Linked DNA regions of Anser cygnoides: all the other regions are linked to region 2. The links are chromatin contacts, called in public Hi-C maps. All regions are on one chromosome and are shown on one strand. The core of a region is the stretch at or near the end of the contact, and the rest is flanking DNA. Distances in the headings are between cores, read along the strand shown. Region 1 overlaps FAM13A (family with sequence similarity 13 member A). Region 2 has its middle 14 kb from the start of PPP1R3B. Region 3 overlaps FAM13A (family with sequence similarity 13 member A).

Evidence for each region. Hi-C and Micro-C count contacts between places; a contact is called where the count stands out from the background.
Region 1: a contact with region 2 is called in a Hi-C map of liver, with 2.7 times the contacts expected there. The contact joins two enhancer-like sites. A contact is called at or near these places in 2 of 7 Hi-C or Micro-C datasets (both in liver).
Region 3: a Hi-C map of liver shows a contact between it and region 2, with 1.6 times the contacts expected there. The contact joins two enhancer-like sites.

Annotation. Positions count from the first base shown.
Region 1 is chr4:69,016,436-69,020,255 of Taihu_goose_T2T_genome, reverse strand. FAM13A (family with sequence similarity 13 member A) reads left to right here. Exons shown (of 21, transcript XM_048052161.2): 3 at 751-960. Among named protein-coding and RNA genes, the nearest start is that of FAM13A, 6.9 kb to the left of the region's middle. Within about 2 kb of position 2,530, at least 2 of the 3 cell types and tissues checked have open chromatin away from gene starts, as enhancers often do. A contact at or near this core is called in liver, where this site is marked.
Region 2 is chr4:68,708,805-68,713,022 of Taihu_goose_T2T_genome, reverse strand. No RefSeq gene overlaps it. Among named protein-coding and RNA genes, the nearest start is that of PPP1R3B, 14 kb to the left of the region's middle. Within about 2 kb of position 2,927, at least 3 of the 3 cell types and tissues checked have open chromatin away from gene starts, as enhancers often do. A contact at or near this core is called in liver, where this site is marked.
Region 3 is chr4:68,978,618-68,982,701 of Taihu_goose_T2T_genome, reverse strand. All of the region lies in intron 5 of FAM13A (family with sequence similarity 13 member A), which reads left to right. Among named protein-coding and RNA genes, the nearest start is that of FAM13A, 45 kb to the left of the region's middle. Within about 2 kb of position 2,006, at least 3 of the 3 cell types and tissues checked have open chromatin away from gene starts, as enhancers often do. A contact at or near this core is called in liver, where this site is marked.

The sequences.
Region 1 (3,820 bases), core at 1,281-3,780, 310 kb before region 2:
AGTTTTTGAATCTCAGCATAGGCCTAAAAAGTGATGCTTGATACAATATGATTCATCTCACTTCCTCCATGGAAACCTTCACTGGGTGTGGGTTGTCTGGCCTGAAATGATTGATAATTTTTATTTTCATAGCAAAACACTTTGGGCCTCGTACTGTCCAAAATATGCATTTGATCTCGGAGATTTTCTGCTATTGTGAAGCTGTGGTGCTTATTATAGAGTTACTGCTGCAATCAGCATGTATTCATATGTCTTTGCTTCATGGTGATCACAGGTAAGAAGCTGTTACCCTAAAAGTGAAGCTTGAAATATTCACTTGTGTGAATAAGTGAGTACTTGGCAGAGTCCCATTGAAGCTAATGGACTACTTGCAAAGGTGAAACAATTTTGAAAGGTTTGTAGAACCTGGATTCTTTTCGGTTGAAGTATACTGATGCAAAATGCAGCCCTCTCAATTGATTTCTGCATGGTGTGAGATATTTGCATGTTACAGCAATGCCAAAGGGTGTTGTGGGTTTTTGTAGAGTATCCCAGGCCTCAAGATCTAGTCAGCAGTATTTGTTAAGTTATCATAACCCAATACTTGACCATTGGAGCTTCTAGGGGAAAAATAATATCTTTTTAAACTGCATAGTATTAATTGTCCTCCTTTGTATTGATGGTAGTGTATTATTCACACTAGAATATCTGTTTTATCATATCAATACTGTCTTAGTTCAGACCATCCTCACGTGTAATACATAATTATAGGTATGACCCAAGAAGGTCTCTTCAGGGTAAACGGCAGCATGAAAATGGTGGAACAGTTGCGTCTGCAGTACGAGCGTGGAGAAGAGGTGGAGCTAGTTAAAGATGGCGATGTGTACTCAGCAGCCAGTCTTCTGAAATTATTTTTGAGAGAGTTGCCAGATGGGATTATCAGCTCTGCCTTACAGCCCAAGTTCATTCAGCTTTACCAGGGTAAGTGAGAGGTAAAAATTTCCATCCTTCAGTGTGCTTTCTTTCGGGAGAATTTTATGCAGACATCATAAGCAGTACTCTCTGTTTCTTAGCTTACATACTTTGTTCTGTATTTCCTTTGACTTTAGCTTTAATCTGCTCCCAGGCGTCTCCCAGATGTGCAACTCTGAGTCTTGGCAGAAATCACAATGGCGTTAGAAAAGAGAGAAAACTGTTTCTTGCATATTTGGTAAAATCTGGACTATTTATGCTTTTCCAATCCAGTTATATCTGCAAAATATAAACTGAAATTATCAATTGGTTTGTTAGAGCAAGCTTGTAGACAATAACTGCAGTCTCTCTAGGACACAGGTTTGCTTCTGTTTTGCTAGGGTGATTACTTGGAATTTCGTTCTAATGGACTCTGAAATATTATAACAACGTCATCTGCTAATCACGTTTATTATCCACTGAGCCCCAAAGCACATATTGTCTAAATTTCCAGTTCTCACTGAGGGATGTGATTGACCATTAGAAACAAGCCAGTTTGCAAGTAACAACAGACTTTACCAATCATAGCATAGAATGTACCAATCATAGCATGTTTTTTTAACCTTTAAGTAGTAGATAATCTGTAAGGAAGAACATCACTTCAGCTTTAGAAAGTTGAAACTTGCACAGCTGTTTGCCTAAATGATTTGTTGATCTAATCCATCCGTATTAGTCCGTATTGTTATGCAGACTAGACGGTGGTTGGCCCTGTTCCTGGACCATTTGGGGCAGTGGGAGTTCTTTTGCTGCAGGCAGTTGATGCCTCTTATTGCTGTCTTCCTAAGAAGCTGCGAAGTGAGTGGGTACATGTTACTAGAGATATGCTCTTTACAGTAAAGCAGGCAAATAGGATACATGTAGAGGAGGAACGATGTAGAGGAACATCCTCTGAACAGATCCCCAGTGGAAGACAGTGCAAAGTTTTCACACTGTTGTCCTCAGGTTTTCCTCCCACTTTTTTTGGCCTGCAGTGGAGATGAAGTTTAGTTATTGCCTGGAGCAGGGAGAACACAACCATGTTTTCTCTTCCTTTCCTGTCTGGGGCTCTACAGACTGTTAAGGGTGTGCTGGAGAAGAACTCTGCCTTTCCCTAAGTGCAGTCAATAAAGTAATAAACAGGTTGTATGTGGGCTGTGTAAAATACCTTTCTCTGTAAAATATCATTTAGTAAAGTTGTCTGGGGCCCAAGGACAGGGTTCAGGAAGTGCTGGGTAGGAAGGTGCCGTTGTTTCAGAAAGTCCCTTTTTTAAATTTTTTTGGTCATAGCTGTGCTTTCTTTTGGATCTCTTAGATTTAACCATGTCTGACTCATGAGATGCATTTGATTATGTTCCTTCACTTAAATCACTTTAAGTGGAAATTTTGTATAAGTTGCACGTTCCCTGTTCTGCATCCCTGTCCCACAAAGGTCATATCACTGTATTGCGCCAGAAACTATTGATGTACTTTGTGAACTGTGCTGTTTGTGGAAAGTCTCATTCATTCTTGCTTCCCACAGGAAATAGAAAATTCCCCCAGTGATTTCTATGGAAATGAGATACATATCCATACTTAGCAGACTTAGCCACCAAGCTTTGTTGTTTCAAAAAAAAGTTACTGGTGTAAATCACAAACCTGGTTCTCCAAAAGTCTGTTTAGCTGTGATGTACCTTTACAGTTAAGTTTGCATGTATTGTACAATAATCTCTAGTTCTAGTTCCATTATATTTTTTATTAGGGTTAGCTGTTATGGCAAGGGGAAGGTTTTGGTTAAGTTTGAAGAAAAATCAGTTGTTTTTTTTCATGTGCTGGAAAATGTATCATAAATTGCTCTGAAAGGCACTGATTACTTTCGTAGGGTTCAGATTAGTTTCAGTGGTAGATGAGACTGTGTTTACAGTTAAATGATCAACCAACTGTGCAGGATTGGCAGAATTATCTATTCACTTATCAAAGTATGTGCAAGGGTATTTGTTGCAAAATGGTACCAACAGCAAGCATGCCTGAGTGTTCTTTTTGTAAACTATGAAGAAAGTAGGTCAAGGTGTTTCTGAGCCAACAGGTTATTAAAAAATAACTTTGAATCTGGAGCCACTTCACTCTATGTCTACAGTGAAGGCAGTTACAAACTCTGTTACAACCTCTGTATTCCCTCCTGTTGAAGCTTTGTAATTATTTTAGAATTCCTTTGGAATATTTTCAGGGTTTGGTATCAGCATCTTTTAAATCAGCTAAAAGTTTGGCCTGAGAATAATACACAATTACTTTCCTTCCTATAAAAAATGTTAGGGAGTGATTCCCCCAGTTAAAAATAGCTGGAGTGAAAACTACAAATCTTACCTGAGATTGTAATCCTTTTTAAAGCAGGGTATAGTCCACATTACCAAACCAAAGAGTAAATGATCTGCCCTTTATTGAAAAAGAGAAATGTGATACGTTGGTAGTTCAGGAAGTCCACACAGCTGGTTTGGCATGCTACCAGAAGCCTGTGCAACAGCAGTGTGAAATGTGCATGCTGCCCCTAAATCCTGACGCAATGCTGTTTATATAAATATTCAGAGTAATTCCAAGACTATGCAGTTCCAGAAAACATCACGTAGCGTATCCTATGGACAGTCTGCTGCGTCCTGACCTCCTCTCTCTACCCTTGAAGAAGCGCAGTGACACTGGGAGTTGAGAAGGGCCTCCATCTGTAAATGGTGTTGATTGGAGATGTGTAGCAAGTACAGGCTAGGGACACACTGGTAATGATCTTTGTGTTGACTGGTCTCCTCAGAGTGCTTGACAAATATGAACGTTGCTTTTCGCAGGGGATCCTGGGGTCAAAATTGTCCACTGCAATCTGTTCTGT
Region 2 (4,218 bases), core at 1,678-4,177:
GACTGGCGCAGTTATTGAGTTGTGGGGATGAATAATCACCCAAACAGCTTTCTCCAGGAAATGCAGGGAAGAAATGTCACCAACCACGCGAAAATTGAGGCCATATGTTTCTAGAATGCCCTTTGAAAGGCATGTGCTTAATGAAGCTGGAGTGAGTTCAAGCGCAGATCCCCAGCACAGCAGTTCCTTCTCTGGTCCGAGGGACTCTCCAAGCTCTCTTCTTCGGAAAAAGGAGAACGCTGGAAAGAACAGATGCTAGAGAACTGCCCACTCCATCTGTCTGCAAAAGCAGCTCCTCCGTGGCAGCACCATCGCCCTCCACTTGGCAGGTGCTGACTGGACCGGAGCCGTAAGACAGGCTCTATTTTCTATGGGTCAGAAGAAGCGGTCACCTGGAACTACCACGTAGCCCTTAACAGAAGACACTTTGCTATCCATTTTAGCTGCTGATCTGAGAGCACAGAGGTGCCAGCCCCTGTTCTCTGTGCTTCATTCCCCGAAGAAGCAGGGTGAGCATCGCTTTTTCTTCCATGAGGCCAGATCTTCTTCCTCCGTGCAGTTTCTGGGAAATATGGGTTCTTTCACATCCTGAGAGCTAGCATTTCCCAGCCCTTGGGAGGCCTGTCCCTCGTTGTCTGTCTCTCTGTGTGCCATTAATGGAACTACATGCATTTGTGCCGGAGCCTCAGTGGTGCTTTGGCTGGTTACCCCATCCCGAACAGCCCTGGCTACAGCTCCCACTGCTCCCGAGGGCACGTACCAACGGCTGGGAAACTGGGAGAAGGCAGAGCGAGCCCTAATCAAGCAAGACGGCTAGTTATTACCGAGCTGTTATTTCTACTGCAAGAAACCCTGGAGCTGCAAAACTGCTTGCCTCATGTATGTTCATTAGCAGCACGGATAAGAGCAGCATTGATTGCAGACTATAATTAGATCTCTGGGACCTTTCTGGGCTGCCTTTCTTTGGCATTGTGCTACTTTGAAAGCACTTCCAATTTCTCATCTCATTCTTTATTTTTTTTTCTTTTTTTTTTCTTTTTAAATTCTTTTCTGAATGATTGGGATGGCATTTCCCTATTCAGCAGACTTGGGGCAGTTCCTATTATTTTCTCCATTGTGGCTTGCAGAGCTCTCCCCAGCTTGGTGCCGCAAGACCCACACCACGGAGCAAGAAAAAGCTGCATTGTTTGACTGCCCCTGGTCCCTTGGGCTGTGGACTTGGCCTGGCTGCAGTTCTCTTCTTAGCACTGCATTGCTAACCTGCCACGCAAGCCTCCTTGCTTCAGTTAAGATGCCAGGACGCAGTTTTGTGGGCATCTTCCTCTGATGATGACTGTGATTTTCTTGGAATCGCTTTCTTAGCATATTCTGCTCAGCCAGCCTGGAGCAATCCCAGAAGAGCTGAGCGCAGAAAGCCAGCTCGAAGCACATACTCTTGGCACGGTGGCCTACATGGAAATTATTACTCCTCCTTTGCAGTGCTGGAAAACAAACTCAGCATCATCTCCGTGAAAACAGGAGAGGAAGAGCCGCAGCACAAAAGCCAGGTGTTCACATATCGGCACTGCTTGTGGCAAGGTGGAACCAGGGGCCTCCCTGCTTTTGGCCTCCCCTGTGCTGAAGGAGGGTATCTGAGGGAGTGTGTTTGTCCACCTGGTTTTGAACACAAGTCCAAACCGACTGAAGTTAAAGCATATTTTTTTGAGAGGGGCTCTCTTTGAGGTCAGAAGCTCACTCAAGACAAAACATTTTGAGGAAGAACTATTTTTTGACTTCCTACATTCTCATCAGAATCACCGATCTCACGCTGATGTGTTACCTGAAGTAGATTTACTGAGTGCCTGCCTCTTTCCGATAACTTGAGGGAGCGATACAAACTCTAACCCCCACAACGTAAGTTGATCATGCTGTTTTCTGCAGTGTCAACACGTATATCATCCTGCTGCTTGTGCTTCAAAGCAACGTGAATTTTGAGAAGCAATTTTACTTCCATTCCATAGCCTCCCTTTTGCTTCCCTTCCTCTTCCCTAATCCTAGATTGCTTTTCTGCTGGTTGAAAGTTAAAGCAGTTCAAATTTAAAGCTCTGCGCTGAGAAATGACTTTGTGAAACTACGTGTGCTTACACACGACATTTGTTCCCTGTGCAAGATCCAAGCCAGATCTTCGGAGGTCTGTGGCTCTCATATGGCTTTACTGGTTGTTACTCCTCTGAACGCGAGAAGAACCAGTCTAGCAGAGGGAGCAAGTGTTTTATTCTGGGTGATTTTCTAATTACCTATCAGTTGTGCACATGCGAACCACAGTACCTGAAGATGCAGCAAAAGGGTATCATTGGCAGCGCATGGCCTGGCTGTAGCTGGGAGGTTTGGTTATATAAGCAAGAGGTGAAAAATAAATTACAAGCTTGAGCTTCAGAGCCCAGCACAGGTTCTGACCCACCTCGCACTGATTAGCAGACAAAAATTGGAGATCCAGATCTCCATCTGCATGTATAGCAGGAAGACCTTCTCTAAACTAGGCAGTATGAGTCTAGTGTCCCCGCTGACTTTCAATATGTAGTTGATTTTTGACCCACACTTGCCTTTTGGTACCCAACTCCTCATCTCCCTTGTAGGTCTTACATGTTGTCTACAGCAGCTTGTAATAAACCAGGCATGGCAATGCCGGCAGAAGTACCTAAGCTGTAGGACAAGAACATTTCCAACTAGCACGGGTTAAAGACAGGGTCCCTCTCTCCCAAAACGACCATGGGTTTTCAGCAAATCCACTCGGAAGAAAGAAGAACCAGCCACAACCATTTCTGGCCCGTGGCATTTGACAAGACACTGCACAGTTTGCGCTGGAGTCAAAGTCCATTAGCGCAGCAACAAAAAGCCAGCAGCACCTGACTTTCTAATGTAACCTGATCCCACAATTTAATGTCCACGCTGTGAATTATTAACAGCGTTCCACCCAGCGCCTTATCACGGGGAGGCTGGAAATAATCACCTCCTTTCAAGGGCAAGTTCAGTTGCCTTTGTCTGACCTAGATTCTATAATTTTCCCCCTGCCCCCACCTGAGCATTATTTACATTTTCAAATCGACACGCTTAACACGTGGATTACCACCCTTCCATGAAAGGATGGACAAGGGAGTGAAGGTCACTGCTCCCTGTCTTTTGGAAAGGGACAAATTGAAACGGAGGCAGAAAGGGTGTGCATTTTCTGTGTTGTTTTTTGATACGGTTTGGCACTGAAAATGCACATGCTGGAAAAGAAATTGAATGTTGAGAGGATACTAAGATGGAGACTAGTTTGTGGGGTTGAGAAAGACAAGACATTTCAAGGGCCCCATCGCCCTCCCAGCCTCCTGTCCGCTGCCTCACTTTCCCTCTGGAAACCCACTGCTGGTAGAGGAACCCATCACACCACCCTCGCTTCTATCAGGGGCTGATCCATGCCCCAAATTTCTCCTGAGATTTCTCACGTCCAAGTGGTACCTGGGCAGCTGGATGCTCTTGCTGCCGGTGCAGGCTGAGCAGCAAGCCATGCCGTGACGTGAGAAACGTGACAGCTATGCTGCGCAAGGGCCTGGCTTCTTGCCTGATAATTGGCTCAAAGAAGAAGGAAAAAAAAATGTTTGCAAGAGTATCGTGGAGAGACATCAAGACGGGGCTATTAATAACAGGCGAGACATAACCTGCAGGCCACACCAAGGACGTGTCATAGGGCCTCTCGGTGAGGCCAGCCTCTGGTATGTGCCTGAGTGGGGAGGTAAATGCAACCCTCACTCTTGTGGACCTGCAGCTACTCAACCTTTACACTGAATATCGTGGCGCTTTGTGATGTTCTTGGGAAACACCCCAGGAGTGCTTCTCCCATTTACCAATGACATTCACTCTGTCCTGTGCCCATCCCTACCACTGTGAAGGATACCACAATAGGCAGGCATCACCCTTAATCCTCACCCAGCTGAGCTGCCATACCTAGAAACAGTCTACAATAGTCCTTAGCTCTCTCTTGGCCATTGCTAACCAAAACAACCCATTGGCAGCTCTCATGTGGCAGCGCTGAGGGTGCTAAAGGAGCATACAGAGGCCCCGTGTCCAGCCAAAGTGGGCTGTAAATCCATCAGACAGCAAGCTGTGCTTGCCTCTGTGACATGTGAATCCTATCCCTGGTGATCACATACATTATGCTGGGAATGTGCCTGCCCAACCCCTGCAGCTGCTCAGTGC
Region 3 (4,084 bases), core at 757-3,256, 270 kb before region 2:
GAAGATGTGTTCCTTGGGCCACTATAATTAATGTGATCTAGGTGTAAGAACACTGGACCGGGATTTGAATGGAGTTCTTTTTCTGTTTTTGAGGGGCATGGACAAGCCAGCTGTACTCTAGTTCTTTTTAACAATTATTAGCATTTGTAGCAGTATTACCTAAGAATCTGATTTGTGGGTCGGGATCCACAGCTATGTTAACCCAAAGCTAAAAGATGGTCTTGGGTATGCCTGAGAGAGTTTGCAGAGAATATTGACAATCAAAATTAGGAAGTTAAGTGAATAGTCTCTAGCTTTCTCCATGTTCTTCTCTGTTCTTGTGTAGAAGTCATCAAGAGAAGTTTAGTCCAAAACCTGGATTTTGACAGTGTCTTGAATGGGTATTGACAATTTAATTTCTACTCTTAATAGTAGAAATTTTTCCTTAGTAATAGTGCTGGGGATTGATGGTGTGTCTTGATGCCATGATGAGCAGGTACGCTAGTTTGAATGTGTTTTGGAGACTCTTGCTTCATTTAAAGTTGATACGTGGGAGGTGATGATTTTCACAGGTGGGATTTTTTTTAGGCTAAAGTGGGATGCAGAAGTGGTTGCTGGTAGCTTTTGACAGTGAGTTGGTCTCGGGTAATTTTTCAGATGTAAACATTTAGGTTACACTGACTGATGAGCACACACAGTTGAGCAAAACAAAGCTCCTACATTTCAGACAGAGGCTTGAACTTGTTTTGTATTCAGTATGCTGTAGCAGAGGTTTTTTCATATAAGAATGGAAAGGATGCATTTGCCGGTAAACCTTACTCCTCATGGCATTCTGTGGAGGTCTGCAATGGTTTAGCAGAGTGATGCTCGGGTAGTGCCTGTATTTGGGATGCATGTTACTCATTTTATGGTTCCTTGTTTATTTCTCCCAACACGATAGTCGCTGTATTGTTGGCTTTAAATGAAATCAGGGTTTAAAGCACAACAGATTTCATCCCATAGTTTCACAAATTTCACAAGCCACACTTAAGCTGAATTAACAGAAATGTCAGAGAATTCTCAAGCTTCAGTAATTCAGAGATAAGCAGAAATGCATATATACATAATAAAAGTAATTTCCCATTCAAGTACAAAACTGGTGTAATTGCATAATCTGTTTCATCAGTAACACAGGCTTCTGCTGTTAAGTTCTGGAAATGTGACTAAAACTTGATGTTTTTATTACTCCATGTGGAATGCAGGTGCCTGTCTAAACGCTTGCATTTGAAAATCACGGGTTATGTTTATTATTTGAATCCCAGCACCAGAGAGCGTTCTGAAAGAGTGAGGGTCAGATTTCCGAAGATGTGCAATTATTTAACGTCTTCTAGTAGAGCTGGGAGTCAGTATAGCTACACTCAAAAATATCTTACATATTTTTAAATGATTTAATATTTTTTGATCTGAATGTTTGCAGGATATTTAAAAAGCATAATATATTCCAAAATATACTTAGTTACCAAAGTGTGACATATTAGAAATGAGTACATGTTCTTTGTACTTTCTGTGTTTTGAAGGATAGCATCAAACAGACTGCCAGTATTGACAGCAGCAGATTTTCAGCTCAAATCATATTTGAGGCTCTGATTTTGCTTTGTTTGTTTTAAGTTTTCAAAGCAGCCTAAGAACTTAAGCAGCTTGAGAATGTGACTGTTAGGTCTGCTACCTTCTGGTAGCTTTTGCTGCATCTTTCATTTTAATGGTGGAAAGATCTTCTCATTGTCATGTTCAATGTAAAGATATGCTGCAAAATTAAAATAAGAGGAAGTGGCCAGTTTGTTGGAGCCGTTGTATAATCCTGTGCTAATGAATGCCATGTAAAAAAAAAACAACATGGATTGGAGGAAAATAAGGAGAGGACAGAGGGGTTGCAAGTATTTGAATAAATCATACATACTATCTTTTTTAGAGGTCTTCTAAACTATACTTGTGTGCACTCTGCCCAGTAAAACTATGATCTCTTGCCAATAGTGAGCAGACTTGTAGAGGTTAATGTTTAACGGGTTCCTAGCTAGAGCTGCTTGCTGTGTTCTCAGCATACATATCTCTTGTTCCCTTGGAAGCATTATTTTGTGTAAACAAAGTGCATTTTAATACTGAAACGCATCTGTCTACATGTGCTGTTCCATGACGAATCAGTTAATAGTGTGCTATCAAAGGATTTTCTGCTTTTAGCTCACACATGCTTGTTATCGTTTTTCATCTCCATTCAACACAATGAAAGCAATTATTGTACTGCCTGATTCCTGCAATCATTGACTATTGCATGCTCATCTTAATAGCATTCAGTCAGTGGCAAGCTTGATCCTAACTGACTGCAGGAATGTTAATTCCTAACTTTTACTAGCAACGGTGACAGAAGAATCTGATCTAACACACCTTTATGACTCACTTCTTTGAGTCAGTTGTCTGCAGTGACTCATACTTAAAATTAAATGTATGCTTATAATGAAGATGTAATGCCATGAAAATGGGAGATGGAAAAGACCAATGAGATCACCTTGAAGATCCTATTACAGTACGGAATGTATTTGCTGATTCTTTTTCTAGTTTAGAGGTGAATGCTCCAAGACCAGGAAGTTCTGTAACCCTTCTTGGGTGGATTGTTATGTGCTCTAGTGGAATTTCTAGTGGAGCCTCAGCTTATCTGTATTACCCGGTGTTGATTCAGAGGGCCATAAAAAAATGTGCTAGCTGAGCTCGGGCACCAGCAGTACCAGTTTATGGTGTGCTTGAACGTGCTGCTTGCCCGCTCTTCAAAATCCCTAAGGCCTGAACCTGCTCTTTTTGCAGAATTTGTAAACATCATACTTCATTGCTGAGAAGCAGAAGTGCTTCAATGGTGGGTAGCTGGCATGAACCTCTGTGGTTATTATTTCACTTCTTTTACGTTCTTTTGTTAATGAGCTGGCCATATGGTATTGTGGGGTAAGAGAAATACAGAGGTAAAAGTAATTTGTTTTCCTTGAAGGATCTGTCTGCACTTTATGGGACAGAGTACAATCCAAGCCAGTGCCAACGCAGTCTTTTAGGCAGCAAATTCTTTCATTACTGTGTAATTCATTGTCAAGCTGTGAACGGGAGGAGTACCATACATGGAGAAAGACAGGTTTCTCAACTGTTTGTTTGAGTCTTTCCAACCTACTTACATGGACTTCAATGGAGGAGCTCTGAATTTTGGCACAGCTTCACACTTTTCTAATGCAGAAATCCTTTGGCAAACACACACGTGTTTACATCTCAAACAGTTAGGAAGGATAGAGGAATGTAATGGTCGCTGTGCTGACTTACCTCTGTTCCCTGGCTTTTGATGATCTCATTATCATTTGCTCTTTAACACCACAGCTGGTATTTGCAGAAGATTTTTTTAAGATTCCTTCACTGGAGGTAGCATAATTATTTTAAGCATATATTGCAATATCAAGCGATGCCCCCTGTCACTACAGGAACTTACCATTATTTTTATTGCTATTGTTCTGAATGGGCAGCTGGATACTGCCATGAGCAGAAAGTCTGCCCTGTGGGAAACTGAAAACAGAAATCATTAATCATAGCCTTCCAAGTTCATTCCTACATCTCTCCTCTGATTGCGATCACCTGACCATATTTGTGCTTATTACTCTTGATACATCCTCTGTTCAAGTGAGGGCAGTCCAAAGAAACCAAGCGAATGAAAGGTAGAAGTTAATTCCAGAGGACCCTTTTCTCTGTACTCTAAGATTTGGTGATAAATTCTTATAGCATCCTTGCTGTCTTTGGAGATACTCTGATTCCACATCAGGGCAGCAACTGAGGCTTCGTTTATATGTTTCTCAAGAGGCCCTAAGCTGCACTGCTGTACAGAAGTACTCTGACTACGGGCGAGATATGTTTTACCTATGAGTCTGATTTGTACTTTAATTTACTTTAATTGAGCAACAGTGTGAGTTACTTTTGATAAAGCTTTGATATTTGGAATTGTCAAGCTTTTGATCAAGAGCTTTGATATTTGGAATTGTCAGCTGCACAGACAAAAATATCAATATTGTGGATATTGTCCCAACTCCTAGTAAGTGCCCACTTTGCT